2 separate regions of the Anas platyrhynchos genome follow, and region 1 is linked to region 2. The links are chromatin contacts, called in public Hi-C maps. All regions are on one chromosome and are shown on one strand. The core of a region is the stretch at or near the end of the contact, and the rest is flanking DNA. Distances in the headings are between cores, read along the strand shown. Region 1 has its middle 33 kb from the start of LPL. Region 2 overlaps PSD3 (pleckstrin and Sec7 domain containing 3).

The links. A called contact is a pair of places that touch in the nucleus more often than the background predicts.
Region 1: a contact with region 2 is called in a Hi-C map of liver, with 2.4 times the contacts expected there. The contact joins two enhancer-like sites. A contact is called at or near these places in 2 of 8 Hi-C or Micro-C datasets (liver and subcutaneous adipose tissue).

The regions. Positions count from the first base shown.
Region 1 is chrZ:53,193,173-53,195,872 of IASCAAS_PekinDuck_T2T, forward strand. No RefSeq gene overlaps it. Among named protein-coding and RNA genes, the nearest start is that of LPL, 33 kb to the left of the region's middle. Within about 2 kb of position 1,274, at least 3 of the 8 cell types and tissues checked have an H3K27ac peak or open chromatin away from gene starts, as enhancers often do.
Region 2 is chrZ:53,069,507-53,072,206 of IASCAAS_PekinDuck_T2T, forward strand. The region is part of intron 10 of PSD3 (pleckstrin and Sec7 domain containing 3); the gene reads left to right. It overlaps LOC119714371 (a long non-coding RNA gene), which reads right to left. Exons shown (of 4, transcript XR_011806031.1): 3 at 2,208-2,340; 4 at 97-1,254. Among named protein-coding and RNA genes, the nearest start is that of PSD3, 53 kb to the left of the region's middle. Within about 2 kb of position 1,270, at least 2 of the 8 cell types and tissues checked have an H3K27ac peak or open chromatin away from gene starts, as enhancers often do.

The DNA of each region.
Region 1 (2,700 bases), core at 24-2,523, 120 kb after region 2:
AAGTGATTTTGTTTCCTGTTTTCTGAGTGCTGCAGTCTTTTCTTTTTGTATAAATATACAGCATTATGGAAAGGCTTCAAGACTGTGTGTATTAGACTCAACTTTGTTTGCTCCTTTAACCTGGGACTCTGATCACAACAGGAACACTGTGAAGGCACATAGCCTAATGCACCAGCTGTGAAGAATTAACTTTTCTTGTCTCAGCAATAACTGTTCAGAAATCTCAATGGGAAAAGCCATGGGGTTAAGTTGTATAACATCCAAACTAAACACTTATGAAGGCAGAAAGGACTAGCTCACTTGCACGGGGAAAAAGGATAGTAAATGCTTAGCTGGAAAGAGAAGAGATTCTCAGAAGGATTTTATGTTAGAACAAACTGCTCTACACATAACTCTTTAGGCTGGGCTTTTCAAAAGAGTCCAGAGAAGACAGGTATATAGCTCCCACTGAACTGTCATAGGAAACTTCCATGCCGTGCTTTGGCCTTCTTTACAGCTGGGTTTAAGCATAATGCCCCCTTGCATTCACCTGGTGTTTTTCATCCTGTGGGAATGAGATTTCTTAAAAAAAATAGGGGTGAAGAATTGCTGCTGTCATTTTACACATAAGGAGAGAGAATCACACAAAGCAAATGCCTACACTAGTAAAGGCAAACAGCTCTCTGTATCCAGGCTAAATCCCCATGGAAGAGTAGCATAGAGATACCCACACTTAGAGATTGTGGGCAAATTGGCTCAGATGCAACCTAAGTACATAAACCTGCTAAGGGTAAAGGTCTAAAGTCAAATAACTTAACTGTGGTGGGATAGAGATCACATTCTGCTTATTTTTAATGCATGCTCAGAAAGTGTTGAATAAATCATAAACCTGACACTCCACAAGAAATTTAATGAAAAATTTCAGGACTGTCTTATAATAACAAACTGTGATATATCTGTCAGATATGCATATACACACAGACATAGACACACACACACACACATACATATATATCAACGTTGGAGGATATATCTGCTATTATCCTTCCATGTTTTTATATATGCAACAATTCATGGAAGAAAATGGCTTGAAGAGGTTAAGACAGTCAGCGAACAAAAGATGCAGATATCCTCATGATCCAAATGACCTTTCTAAGTGTTTGTGAAAGAGCATTTAGATACCATTTCAAGGCAAGTAAAACAGTAATCAATAGGAAAGCCACAACAGTCTGTCTGCATGCTAGCTGCTTTGTTAAACATAAAGGCCTCAAAAGGTCAGTGAAGACCTGATGTCTCTTATGTGTTATGTCTTGGAGAGTTAAGTTCTGATAAGTAATCTGTGTTAAGGCAAGATGTTAGGATAGTTCAGATCTTGCCCCATCTAGTCTGGTTTTCTGATGCAATTTACAGAAACCGTCCACCTCAGAAAGAGGACTATGAGGTGAATAATGAAAAAAAGGATTCAAAAAACAGGGTAACAACCAGCTCAATGTTTCAGGAGACTTGGCTTCTGTTTCCTTGGACTGTCTCTGTGACCCAGAACAAATCACTTGAAGGTCTGTGCCCTCACATTTTCAGCTGTGAGATGTGATTTTTAATACTCATTCCATCACGCTGCTTCATGGGAAGAGGCTTTCCTATGTGTCTCTCAGAAAACAAAGTTGAGGTCATGTAAATTAAAAACAGGACCAAAAAACAAAAACCAAACCCAACTAAAAAATAACCACCCACAAAAAAACAACAACCAACCAAAACAGAGCAAACAACCAGAAATCTTTTTTTTTTTTTTTTTTTCTTTCTGAAAAGTGCATCCTAAATAATAACATCGAGCAAGCTCCTACAGTTATTCTAGTTTCAGGAGAAAAAGAATTGTTTTTAATCACTCAAGAAATAGGATTGTCTTATCTGCTGCTCCATACAATGCTGTTAACCATGTATAACATGTTTGGAACCTGGTGTCATGGTTCTGGTCAGCATAGATTTAGTACATACATTAACTAACACACCATAATTAGATCCCTGGGAAGGAGATTTGGGTGTTTACTACCCCTATGGAAGAGTAATGAATAATGCAAAGAACACAACAAAGTTCCAGAAAAGCAGGTATCCCTACTTTCTCTACTGTAAAAGACTGTAAAAGGTCTGTAAAAGACTAAATGAAAAAAGCCCAAAAGCTCCTTCTTACACGTGTTGCTAATGCTGGATATATTATGCTGTCTCTGTACACATCAAATAAATCACTGATGATAAGGAAAACACGCTCAGTAAACAGCGTATCAACATGTCACTAAGAAACTTTACTGCTGCAGCACTGTCCTGATAGTGTTAAGAAAATATCTGTTTAATAATGAGAAATAAACAATATCAATGAAGCCAGAAAATAACTATTGCTTGATAAATAAAATAAGTGTGCAAAAATACAGACTACTTACCATTTCTCCCTATTTCAAGGAATAGTATGATTTCTTTCATGCAACTGTTCAGTTAATTCCAAACAACTTCCAAAAATATTCATAAATTTGAATATTTGATCTTTCAAATACAGCCTTTGCATAACCAGCAGTATTTTATTCAGCTAAATTTGTGTGTTTATTTTGTTCTTCAATTTTTGGTAATTGATACAGTTCTTATATTTTTTGACATTAAAAAAATGCCTCTGCCAGGGTCTCTTCAGAATGCCTCTTCAGAAGTCTTAATCAGGAGTGGGAACTCAATTACATT
Region 2 (2,700 bases), core at 20-2,519:
CCCAAAGCCTACTGAAGTAAATCAAGAGTTCCTCCTGTTCTGTTTTTTTTTTTTTATTTTTATTTTTTTCAGGCCTATTGTGAAATGCAGATGCACCTGCACAATTACAAGTGGCAGAGTTTTTTATACTATTGGCAGTTTCTTCAGTTTCTCCAACGTTTTCAGGAGCTTTTTGTTAGTCCCTCCCACCTCAGTTTATTAGTTAGGAATGTAAACTCAAACCCCTTGATTTTAGATTTAATGTATTTATTTTTAAAATGTGGGTGCAGCGTGCTTGTCTATCAGCAGCATCACTTAATTTATTTTTTTTTTCCCAACAAAGTTCATTTCTCAGTCTGCCATAGAGAGATGTGTTGAGATTAATTTGCAGGCTAATTGCAGCCCTTATTGAATAAATAGGTCTCCAGGCTGTGTTTAAATAACCTTCTGAGTGTACTGAGGAGAGGTTTCCACTGGTGCTCACCTGCTGTTTATTTTCATGCTGACAGAAGTACACAGTCGGGGCTGAATCTTGGTGTTTATTGCTGACCTTCAGTCTAGTGCTAAGACTGCCTGGCTCTTTGCCAGCCCACGGAAAGCCAGGGACTGGGACTTGGGATGTTTTGCAAGAAACCTGGTGCCAGTGTCCTGCTTCGTTTGAGGCATGCTGCCCTTTTCTGCGTGCTGCCCTAATGCTCTGGGGACAGAGGTGGAAACCAATACTGGTCTTTCATATGGCTTGTCTGAAGGTTTGCAGACATTCTGCTGCTCATTGTTTTAATTCGCTAGTGGAGGGAAGTCGAGCGAGTGGCAGTAAATGTGTGTTTCAATAGCTACATTACTGTGCCCGCAGCAGCCAGCCTGACACTAGATATGTGATTACCAAGATTTAGCAGAAATTAAATTTGCATTACTGTCAATAAATTTAATTCACGGAGCCCTGCTTCAGCACAGTGCTGAAGCGCGTTTGGCTCGCTGGTGCATTAGCAGGACAGCTGATGTGAGGAGGCTGCAGGCTGACTCCCCACAGCCCTTCTGAAGTTGTCTGGGAGAGCAAGGACCATTTCCACAGGGTGGCAGTGTGCCCCTGCGGGAGCGAGATGCTCAGCACCCACTGGTGAGTGGCGTAGATGTGGCTGGGAAGCAATTGTGCTTTTCTGCCTCTTCCATCTTTCCGTGTTCTCTTTGTAGCACTGAGGTGGGCATTGCATCACTGAATGAAACTCTGCAGCTGTGCATAGCCAAGCCCCTGTACAAAGCTGAGCAGTGCTGGCACTGAAAGAAAAGGGGGGAAATCTTAGACAAATGCTTCATGCAGGACTTGGGAAGCTCTCTGTAACACTTGCTCAGTACAGAGCAAGTACAGGTGGCTCAGTACAGAGTCAGAGCTGCAAGTCCCAGTTGAGACATGCAGAACAGTAAACACACAAGCAGAAGTCAAATGTCTTCAGTCACTCCTATTACCCTTACTTCCACTGCAGCCTTGAGTGTTTATTTTGTTTATTTCGTAGGAAAAGAGACTTTCAGTGGGCAGACATGAACGTGTGAGGAGAGACAGTTGCCTATTCTAATTGTAATCAGCCTCTGAAAACTTTGGATGTGGGATCTCATTGCTCCCACATGAAGGAACCAGACCTCTGTTGTATTGTGGTTTTTTTTTTTTTTTGTTTGTTTGTTTGTTTTCACCCCAGCAATAAGGGCAGTTTGGTAAACACCATAAGGCCTTGTAGTTCAGGACTTGATTCTGTGTGTCCCTGATAGTGCTTTGGGAACAGGGATTTTATTCTGGCTAGAAGGGAAATGAGGAATGCTAATACATCACTTGCTCTGTGTCCTTCTGTCTTTAATAGTGAAAGGAGTTTCATTTTGTACATTCATCTATACGATGGTTTATCTATTTATTTTTTTTGTCTTCCTCCCTCCTCCTGTTAGGCCTGAGGTTGTTTTTAAAGTTGGGACCCACAACGGCAGATATGCCAAGCTGACTAACAGCGTGGCTCTCCCCATGGGATCTGCTTGCAGTGTGCATATATTCAGTTCTTTGCTGGGCAGGCAGATACATGCACAGATACATGCACCTTCCCTTTTATTCTATCCTAGCTCTGGTTTGACTGTCTGTCACGCATCTGCTGTCACCTGCTAGTAAAGACCAGAAGTGGAGACAGTGGCTTGATGTCCATTGTGTGCTGTCAGTGCATACAGGCCCGAGAATGGTTGTTTATACTTACTCCAAAGTTCCCATAGGCCTTCAGACTGGAACAACTCCTTGCAAGTGAGAACCAGCATCCCAAGCTGCGATTCTCTTCGGTGTAAATCAGTGGTATCTCTGTTTGGCTGACTGGTGTACAAGGTGATTCAGGCCTGTTGAATCCAGACAGATTAAGGTTATTGAGAGTGAAGTTTTTCAAAGGCAAGAAAACTTTTTGAAACTCCTGTCCTTTGACTCTGAACTGTCACACTCCAAGCATACAGATAGTTTTCTATTGTATCGAGCTGTGCGAGGTGAATCTTGAATTACTAGCAATGTTTTCCTTTCAGCTTTGGTCTGTTGCACAGATCCCTTCACTGTGATGAGTCGAAGCCTTGCAAGGAGTGCCAAGGCCTGTGAGCTTTAATCTGGTGTTGCCATACTATCTCCACTGATGGTAGTCTGTTACATAGCCGTTGTCGTCTTCAGTGTTGGGCTTCATGAGATTGGCTTGAAAAGCATCTACTTCTGGC